2 separate regions of the Sus scrofa genome follow, and region 2 is linked to region 1. A link is a contact called in public Hi-C data. All regions are on one chromosome and are shown on one strand. Each heading gives the region's core, a stretch centred on a gene start, on an enhancer-like site or on the middle of the called end of the contact. The rest is flanking DNA. Distances are from core to core; before and after follow the strand shown. Region 1 holds the start of CDA (cytidine deaminase). Region 2 holds the start of PINK1 (serine/threonine-protein kinase PINK1, mitochondrial).

What was found. A called contact is a pair of places that touch in the nucleus more often than the background predicts.
Region 2: a Hi-C map of skeletal muscle shows a contact between it and region 1, with 2.9 times the contacts expected there. The contact joins the promoter of PINK1 here to the promoter of CDA in region 1. A contact is called at or near these places in 1 of 5 promoter capture datasets (liver), 21 of 47 Hi-C or Micro-C datasets (adipose tissue, alveolar macrophages, blood and 10 more) and 2 of 2 datasets of contacts at active chromatin or transcription factors (alveolar macrophages and skeletal muscle).

The regions. Positions count from the first base shown.
Region 1 is chr6:78,821,045-78,826,511 of Sscrofa11.1, forward strand. CDA (cytidine deaminase) reads left to right here and starts at 3,204. Exons shown (of 4, transcript NM_001244385.1): 1 at 3,204-3,411. The coding sequence starts at 3,258.
Region 2 is chr6:78,860,512-78,865,609 of Sscrofa11.1, forward strand. PINK1 (serine/threonine-protein kinase PINK1, mitochondrial) reads left to right here and starts at 2,684. Exons shown (of 8, transcript XM_021095478.1): 1 at 2,684-3,173. The coding sequence starts at 2,778.

The DNA of each region.
Region 1 (5,467 bases), core at 1,954-4,453:
TAAAACAGATCTTCCTTCGATAATCCTATTCTTTGAGTTGGGCAACTAACTTTTCTTCTTTTAACATAAAGTGGAGATTAAATCATGTTTCAAAAATGCTGTCAAGATTGTTCATCTAGGAGTTCCCGTTGTGGCTCAGTGGAAACGAATCTGACTAGGAACCATGAGGTTGGGGGTTCAATCCCTGGCCTTGCTCAGTGGGTTAAGGATCCAGCGTTGCCATGAGCTGTGGGGTAGGTCGCAGGCTCGGCTTGGATCCCGAGTTGCTGTGGTGGTGGCATAGGCTGGCAACTGTAGCTCCAATTGGATCTCTAGCCTGGAAACCTCCAAATGCTATGGGTGCAGCCCTAAAAGCCCCCCCCCAAAAGAAATCATTCACCGATAATTTAGCTCTAAGCGAGTCTCCAGGCCTACTCTCCCCTTCTATCCAGATGACCACCCCAATCCCCTTCTTTAAGGACTTCCGGAGCTCCTGCTGGCTCCCAGGTTCCAAACAGCCAGATTTGCAATGGGCACTGTCCCCATTTATGATCATGGGTAAGTAAAGAGCTTTGAAAGTCCCAAGGGCCAAAATTAGCCTGGTGGTCATCCACGTTCTCTTGGTACCCTGGAGCCAAGGAGTCCAGCCCCTGGCCTGAGCAGGGCTGGGCTGAGCTGAGCCGGAGTGAGTCAAGACAGGGCAGGGGACAGGAAGAGGACTGCACTCTGACAGGCCTGGCAGGCCAACAGGGTACCATAACTCTTCCCCATCGTGGTTCTATTCAGATGCCAAAAGCTCTAGAATTGTTCCCATGTCACGTGGGCACATGTGGTCCCGGGACATCCTTTGCTTTCTTTCCTTAAGCCTTGGGGGCGGGCCTTTGGCTTCCCAAGACTGTGCAGGACTAGAAGCAGGGGAGACCTCCTGCTGGTGTCTCCACCAGCCCAGCCTCAGATTCAGGAAACTGCTCCAGATGCCAAAGGTTTAGCTCCAGGAGGAGAGGGGAGGGACCCGCAACAGTAGGGAGAGGAAACCAGCTCCTTCTCAGAGAGCAGGGTGTGTGGAAATTTGAAGGAGGGAAGGGAGGGGAGGGGAAGAGGAAATGAGATAAACTTTACCCAACTCTACAGTGGCCAAGCTGGGCGTTTGCCTGTGTCTCCAAAAGGCTAAGAGTTCCAGGCCCAGGACACAGAGAGGCGGGGCTGACAGAGCCCAGAGATGTCAGCACGCTGGGCAAGGAGCTCTGCCTCCTCCCCCCTTCCCCAACCCCCCACCCCGCTCCCCCCATGAGAAGCTGTAGATTCACTCCTATTTGCTGGGAGTCTGGGGACATTTGCATGCTTCTGGACACCCTAACTGGCATTCTGCCCTTCTTAGGTAATCTTGGCCAATTCATTTAATGACAATAACCCAATTTGCATGGAATCACAAAGGGTGCTCACAACCTGATGTTACAGGCCCTCCAACCACTCTCACAGTACACACATTCTATCTCATTTAATCCTCACTACAGCTCTGCAAGATCCTGTTAGTGCACTGATTTTATTTTATTTTTTTCTTTTTAGGGCTGCACCTGTGGCATATGGAAGTTCCTGGGCTAAGGGTGGAATCAGAGCTGCAGCTGCCAGCCTACACCACAGCTCACAGCAATGCCGGATCCTTAACCCACTGAGCGAGGCCAGGGATTGAATCGGCATCCTCATGGATACTAGTCCGGGTCTTAACCCAAAAAGCCACAACGGAACTTCAGTGCACCCATTTTATAGATGAGGAAACTGAGGCTTAGAGAGGTACTATTAACTTCCCAAGGTCATACAGCCAATAAATGGCAGAACTGGAATTCAAACTAAGATCTACTAATCTTCAAAGCTTGAGCTCTTCTCTAATCCGAGAATGCAGGGCAGAGATGATCATTATCCCCATTGTATAGATAAAGAAACTGACTCAGAGAGGTCAAATCACCTGCCAACAGTTGTACGTGCGGGAAGTGGTGGAGCCAGGATGCAAATTCATTTCCTTTATCAGCAACCCAAGGGCTATTTCACCAACAATGACAACAAAAAAATGAGGCAGCCTGAGTGGATGATCTCAGAGGTTCCCTCCAGCTGAGATCCTTTTTAATTCTGGGTTGAGACAGAGAGGAGGTGGAAGGAGAATGGGTGAAAATAAAGAAGCAGGAGTTCCCATTGTAGCTTAACAGTAACGAACCCAACTAATATCCATGAGGATGCAAGTTTGATCCCTGGCCTCAATCAGTGGGATAAGGATCGGTGTTGCCATGAGCCGTGGTGTAGGTCACAGGTGCAGCTCGGATCTGGTGTTGGCTGGGGCTGTGGCGGAGGCTGCCAGGTGCAGCTCCGATTTGACCCCTAGCCTGGGAACATCCATATGTCACAGGTGTGGCCATAAAAAGCGAAAGAGCAAGAGGGAGTTCCCGTCGTGGCGCAGTGGTTAACGAATCCAACTAGGAACCATGAGGTTGCGGGTTTGGTCCCTGGCCTTGCTCAGTGGGTTAACGATCCGGCGTTGCCGTGAGCTGTGGTGTAGGTTGCAGACGCGGCTCGGATCCCGCGTTGCTGTGGCTCTGGCGTAGGCCGGTGACTACAGCTCCAATTTGACCCCTAGCCTGGGAACCTCCATATGCTGTGGGAGCGGCCCAAGAAATAGCAAAAAGACAAAAAAAAAAAAAAAAAAAGAGGCAAAAGAGCAAGAAAGCAAGGAAGGAAGAAAGGAAAAGGAGAAAAGAAAAGAGTCTTTACTGCACCACCTCAAGCTCCCTGACTTGGGAAGCCACTGCGGCTGCCCCAGCACCTGCCCTTTCAGTCTCATAACATCACTCAGGGAAGAAGTCATTCAACAAAATGAAGAGTTTTCCATCCTTGGAGCTTGGACTTCCTAGACCTCACACAGACCACATAACAGCTTCTCCCTTGAGGTGTGTGTGTCCACAGTCACCCCTCACACAGCGACGCCCATCCCTTGACCTTTTACTCATCAGTGTGTCAGCAGTGGGAGTGGTCCCCAAGGGGAAGTGGGAAGCATACGTGGACATAGTGGCATCCTTCCTCCCTGGGACACACACCACGCCCTCTGACCCCAAACCAAAGGAGGCTCCTCTCCCTGGCCTGGCCCCGCCCAGCATCCCCGTGGGGCTCTCACCTGGGAGCCACTAGGCAGAGACACACCCCGGGGGGAGGAGCTGCTGCCGCCGTGGGGCCCAGCCCACACTGGCTGTGAGGTCTCTTTCCGATCCTCTGCCAGCCCCAGGGGGACCAACATGGCCCAAGAGCGTCCCAGTCCCGCCTTGGAGCCCGAGCACGTCCAGCAGCTGCTCTTCTCCTGCCGGGAGGCCAAGAAGTCCGCCTACTGCCCCTACAGTCGCTTCCCGGTGGGGGCGGCCCTCCTCACCGGGGACGGGAGGATTTTCTCCGGTAAGAGCGGCACCCCGGGGTCCCCCTGCACGGCAGCCGGGGCGGGAGGTCAGAGGAGGACCAGCAGGATGGGCGGGAGGAGGGTGCCCTATCCTTTCGTCGCTGGACCACCCCCGTAACGCTGCCCCTCGTCCCTGCCCTGCCCGCTGTCCCAGACTGTGGGGGTGAATATGCTGCTCACATCCAGTGGTTTTTCCCCTGTTGGAGGACTGGGAAGCCAAGGAGAGATGGGGAAGGAAGTGGGAAGGGAAAGCAGGAAGGTGAGTCCATAAATGCCGAACATCTGCAGTCCTGGAGCAGGAGGGAGAGGGTTAACACTTTCTGAGCCCTCCTCTGTCTGGCACCCTCCTAAAGCTTCCAGGATTTCAGCAGTAAGTCCTCACCCTCCGCACACTCACCCAGGTGTTGTGCCCATTTTTCAATGAAGAAACTGAAGTCCAGAGCCGTGACATGGCTCAAGGTCACACAGGTTGTAGTGATCAGGGCTAGGGTCCCCCAGACCCTGCTTTCCTCCTGTCACCCACTGCGCAGGGAGATGGCGGGGGCGGGGGGGAGGGTTGAGATCGAGGAATCCAGGGGTTACTCCTGGGGTGGGGGGGGCCGTGAGCGCCTTGCAGGGAGTCTTGGCGGCGGGGTTTGGGTAACCAGCAGTGAGTGCCAGCTCAGGGAGGTGGGGAACCGGAATCTGAGTTGGCACTAATCTGTTCCTAAGCTCTTCGGTTTGTTGGTTTTAAAGAAACGCTCGCTGAAACAAAAACTCAGACCTGCTTTTTCCGAGCTGAGGGACATCCTCTTCGAGGACAGGGAGGAACAGGGCCTGGAGATGGCAGGGAAGCCATGCCCCTCCCCATCCCTCCCATTCCCACCACCACCCTGAGGGCAGATGTGAATTGGCACAGAGGGACCCCGGGGGAATGCCCAGTCCTGCCGCCCAGAATCCCCTTCCACTTGGCAGCCGCTAGTTAAAGGATCAGAGGCTCACGTGTGTGTCCATCTAATTGTTAACTACCCAGCAGCCCTGGGCCAGGTGTGAGCCAGTCCCACCCCCACTGCTCCGCAGGGAACCTGACTGGGGGGCCCACACCTCGGCGCCCTCTCTGGTGCCTCTTCTGGGCTGTTCTTGGTGTTTGAGTTACCTCCTGTCTTTTTTTTTGTTTGTTTGTTTTAGGGCCACACCCGTGGCATAGGGAGGTTCCCAGGCTAGGGGTTGAATCAGGGCTATAGCTGCCAGCCACAGCCACAGCCACACCAGATCGGAGCCGCGTCTGCGACCCACACCACAGCTCACGGCAACACTGGATCCTTCATCCACTGAGTGAGGCCAGGGATCAAACCTGCCACCTCATGCTTCCTAGTCAGATTCATTTCTGCTGCGCCACAACAGGAAGTCCACCTCCTGTCTTTTGAGGTTCTTGCTGGCTCTATGAGTCACTTGGGTCTTAAACATCTTTGAACAGGAGAGGTAACCTTGAGCGAGGGCTAGGATGAGGAAGGACCATGACTCATGCGGTCCCTCCAACCCTTCCAGTCCTGCAAGGCAGGATTATGCCACCCCTTTGTAGAGAAGGAAACTGAGGCTCAGAGTGGTTAAGTGCCCAAGATCACAAGCCGAGATTGGAACCCAGCGTTCCCCTGACTCCCAAGTTTGCTTTCCTGCAGGGAGTAGAGAGAATCTGAGTGTCCTGTGCAAATTCAGGCCTGGCCCGGGGGCTCAGGTGAGCATTAAACATTAACCACCACTGCAAACAACATTGCAACCCACACTGCCCCATGGCTCTAGGGCCTGAACAGGCAATGAGCCATTGATTGTTTCCAGTGCCTCCATAGCCCCTCCAGATGGAGAGGGGCTCTCCCCAACCTTGCATTGATTTATCCATTCGCAAATATTTGCCAAGGACCAATTATGTGCTAGGTCATGTACCAGGTGCTGGACATACTGCTGTGAGCAGAAATGACAGTCTCGGAAACAAAGCTATTGGCACAGAGAACAGACTTGTGGTTGCTGAGGGGAGGGAGGGGGAGGGTCTGGGAGTTCGGGGATTAGTAAATGGCAAAG
Region 2 (5,098 bases), core at 1,434-3,933, 39 kb after region 1:
CAAGCCGAGTCTGTGAATTGCACCACAGCTCACTGAAAGACCAGATCCTTAACCCACTGAGCGAGACAAGAGATCAAACCCGAAATATCATGGTTCCTAGTTGGATTCATTTCCGCTGAACCACGATGGGAACTCCTCTAAGATCTCATTTTTATGTGGAATCTAAAAAATAAAGCAAACTAGTGAATATAACAAAAAAGAAACAGAACTCACAGATACAGAAAACAAACTAGTGGTTACCAGTGGGGAGGGTTCCCTGGTGATAAAATAGACTGAATTTTTCTTTTCTTTTTTTTTTTAGCACCACACCCACGGCATATGGAAGTTCTCAGGCTAGGGGTTGAATCAGAGCTATAGCTGCCAGCCTATGCCACAGCCACAACACCAGATCTGAGCTGCATCTGTGATCTACACCACAGCTCAGAGCAACACCGGATCCTTAACCAAATGTGAGAGGCCAGGGATGGAAACTCACATCCTCAGGGATCCTAGTCCTGTTCGTTACCACTGAGCCACAATGGGAACTCCCTGAATTTTTCAGAAAGGCTTTCATTATGTTAAAAAAGCATTAAGTAAAATGTTTACCTAAATACTACACACAGAAAAATGCACAAATCAAAATGTACTTTTAGGAGAATTTTCATCACATAAACGGATCAGGAAACAACGTCCCAGGACTCTATAGTTGTAGACACTCTCATGGCTGTTTAGTATTCCATTGGGTGAATATACCACAATTTTCCAGTCTACTATAGAGATGGCCATTTGAGTTGTTTCCAGTTTTACACTATGTGGAATAGTCTTGCTATAAACATTCTCGGGTAAATTACATATGCTTTTCTAGGGGTCTATACCTAGGAGTAACATTACCAGCTTCTCATTCAATGTATATACTGGTTTCTTTCTTTTTCTTTTTTGGCTACACCCACAGCATGCAACTTTCCCCGGGCCAGGGATCAAACCCACGCCACAGCAGTGACAGCGCCGGATCCTCAAAATGTTGAGTCACTAGGAAGTATTCCTATACTGGTTTTGACATGTTTAAACTCACTGGAGTTTCCATCGTGGCTCAGTGGTTAACGAATCTGACTAGGAACCATGAGGTTGTGGGTTCGATCCCTGGCCTTGCTCAGTGGATTAAGGATCGGGTGCTGCCATGAGCTGGGTGTAGGTCGCACACTCGGTTCAGATTCCACGTTGCTTTGGCAGTGGCGTAGACCAGCAGCTACAGCTTAGATTAGACCCTGATCCTGGGAACCTCCATGTGGTTCGGGTGCAGCCCTAGAAAAGACAAAAAGACCAAAAAAAAAAAAAATTTCACCAATTCAAAGTGGATCTTTCTGCAGTTGCCTTGTTTTTATTCCTATTTACTCTCATTCTTTCTTACAACTTTACAGCCCAGAAACAGGGCTGTGCTAAAGGTCGCAAATGAGTCCTGAAATAAATAGGTTAGACTGTGTCTTTCTATTCAAGAAATGCTGAGGTGGGTCTCAGGCTAGACGAAGGTCCCCTTGCCCTGAAGGTCATCTGTGACACATGGCCATACCTTCAAAAACATTTTAACATCTCTTCCAGGGCCTCTTACCCACAACCAGCCTTAAGGGTAAGGAGATTGGAGGTACTCATGATTACAGGAACGTTTTTTTAAATGGCAGCACCACAAAATATACCTCCTTAGCCTGGGGAAGGCTTGGTTCCTTGTTAAAGAATAACCCACTGACCAAATAAATCATGTAGATCTTGTCTGGATCCCAATTTGAACAACTGTAAAATAAAACAACAGGGAAATCTGAATATTGATTGGATAGTAAATGATATTGTGAAGTTAATGGTAATATTTTTAGAGGTGACAATATCATTTATGTTTTGTAAAAAAATAGTTCTCTCTCAATAGATATTTAAGTATTTATAAATGAAATGATATGATATATGGGATTTGCTTTAAAGATGGGAGAATGGAAAGTAGGAAGATATGCACAGGTGACTAAATAATGACTATTTGTTGATAATTGTTGAAACTGGATAATTGGGTACATGGGGTTCACTATAGTTTTCCATTATTGTATTTGTAAATTCTCTTTTTAAAAAAGGCAAGAGAAAGAAAGAAAAATCACTCAGTACAAATTCCTTATCAGCCATTCCAACAGCAGCTTTGGGTAACAAGGCTCTACCACCAACATGCTGTGTGACTTTGTGAGTTGATCCACATCTCAGGGACTCTGTTCACTAATCTGAAAAAAGTGGCCTAAGGGTGAGATTTCTCTCCGGGGCCTGTGGGCTTGTTGAGACGAGTGGAAGGGCATCAGGGGCAAGGACTCAGCAATCAGGGCAATGCAAACTTTAACCTCAGCTCTGATACTGCATATGACCTTGGACTGTCACTGCCCTGTTTTTTTCTTTTTCCTCAGTTTTCTTATCTATAAAAACGACCTTCCTATCTCATTGGTAGGAAAATTAACAAACGTAGATTCTGGCACCGTCGGTAAGGGGTAATAATTATTCATTTCTCTTCTCAATTTCTCGATTTTGCCCAGAACCAAGGATGTTGACAGGATCTCCCTGACAATGCAATCTTTAGATCCTGGGTGCAAGAGCAAGAAACTACCCGCCGCGCAGATGCGCGAACAGCGCCCTCGTGCGCGCACAGCGGAGAAACAGCCAGAGAGGCGGCCCCGCCCATTGGCGCCCGCGCCTGCGCAAAGGCGCCGACCCGAAGTTTGTTGTTGTGACAGGCGTCCCGGCCTCCTGCGGCTCGGAGGAGACCCAGCCGCGGCACCATGGTGGTGCGACAGGCTCTGGGCCGGGGCCTGCAGCTAGGCCGAGCGCTGCTGCTGCGCTTCACAGCCAAGCCTGGCCCGACCTATGCCTGGGGGCGGCCCGAACGCCCGGGCCCAGCGGCGGGCTGGGGCCGCGGAGAGCGCCCTGGCCCTGCCGCGGGACCCGGAGCGGAGCCGCGCAGGCTCGCGCTCGGGCTCCCCGGCCGCTACCGCTTCTTCCGCCAGTCAGTGGCCGGGCTGGCGGCGCGGCTCCAGCGACAGTTCGTAGTGCGGGCCCGGGGCGGCGCGGGCCCTTGCGGCCGGGCTGTCTTTCTGGCCTTCGGGCTGGGGCTGGGCCTCATTGAGGAGAAGCAAGCGGAGGGTCGGCGGGCGGCCTCCGCCTGTCATGAGATCCAGGTGAGCGCCGGCCGCGGGCGGGGGTCGGAGCGGGAGCGGGAGTCGGGCTGCGGGCGGGGCTAAGTGTGTGGGCGGGTCTTGGGTGGGTGTGGGGTGGGGCTAAGTGTGGGCGTGGTGAAGGCGGAGCTGGGAGGCATTAACTGATTTGGGGCCCTGGGTCAGGGTTTACCTTTGTCCGAGCTGGAAATTCCTTGACATCACTGATTAAGGCTCATTTTCGATGTCACTGATCTCCTGACCTGGGGCTTAACAGCTCACTTTTTACTGTTTTCCCTTCCTTCAAACAGCATATTTTGGAAGTTATGTTAATAACCACTCATGTTGCACCTTGGCCAATAACTTTCTGTAAATTTTCAGAAATTTAAGGACAACTAAGACATAATACTTATATTCCTGTGGTTGGTTGTCATCCCTAATTTATGGATGAGGAAACACACTCAGAGAAGTGAAAGGTGGTGTAAATTGCTGAAAGTCACACAGCTCATAAAGGGCAGTGCCCCAAGTCTGATTTTACAAAGCCTGTGCCGTTAACCACTGCTCCAGCCAGGCTCCTTCCACAGTTTAGCCAAATCAGAAGTGACACAGTGACTGATATTAATGACAGATCTGAAGCTTCAGCAAAAACCAAGAACAGCAAGAGAAGATAGCAGACCTGCTTTATTTTTATTCAATGAATTTCATTGTATTTATAGTTGTGCAACCATAATTACAGCCTAATTTTATTTATTTATTTGTAAAGCAAAAGCGTTTATTAAGGCGTCAGAGGGTGGCTGAGCTCAAGATGGCACCAGCCCTGACTGTGAGGAGGTGCTAGGCTTATAAAGAATCTGTCACAGCCTAATTTTACATTGCCATCCCAAACCCCCAGCGTATCCCCCCCCCCCAACCTGTCTCCTCTGGTCCCCGTAAGTCTTTCAAAGTCTGAGTCAGTTTCTGTTCTGCAAATAAGTTCATAATATCCTTTTTTAGATTCCACCTATAAGTGATAGCTATGATGTTTGTGTCTCACTGTCTGACTACCTTCACTTAACATGATAATTTCCAGGTCCATGCATGTTGCTGCAAATGCCGTCATTCCATTCGTTTCTATGGCTGAGTAATATTCCATTGGGTATATGTACCACATCTTCTTTATCCACTCCATCAACAGAGGGATGGACATTTAGGTTGCTTCTGTGTCTTGGCTGTTGTATATAGTGCTGCAGTGTACATTGGGGTACATGTATCTTTTTAAATCATGGTTTTCTCTGATGTGGGATTGCTTGATCATATGGTAATTCTATTGTTAGTTTTTTGAGGACTCTCCATGCTATTTTCCATAGTGGTTGCACCACTTTACACACCCACCAACAGACTAAAAGGGTTCTCTTTTCCCTTTGCTCCGCACCCTCTCCAGCATTTATTGTTTGTAGCCTTTTTGTTGTTGTTGCTTTTTAGGGCCGTTCTCATGGCATATGGAAGTTCCCTGGCGAGGGGCTGGATCAGAGCTGTAGCCACTGGCCTACGCCAAAGCCACAGCAATGCCAGATCTGAGCCGTGTCTTCCACTTACACCATAGCTCACGGCAACGCTGGATCCTTAACCCACTGAGCAAGGCCAGGGATCGAACCTGTGTTCTCATGGATACTAGTCAGATTTGTTTCCGCTGAGCCACGATAGGAACTCCCCTCATAGTGTGGGTTTTTTTTTGTTTTTTGGTTTTTTGTCTTTTTGCCTTTTCTAGGGCCGCTCCCGCAGCATATGGGGGTTCCCAGGCTAGGGGTCTAATCGGAGCTGTAGCTGCCAGCCTACACCACAGCTACAGCTATGCCAGATCTGAGCTGTGTCTGCGACCTACACCACAGCTCACGGCAATGCTGGATCCTTAACCCACTGAGCAAGGTAAGGGATTGAACCCGAAACCTCATGGTTCCTAGTTGGATTTG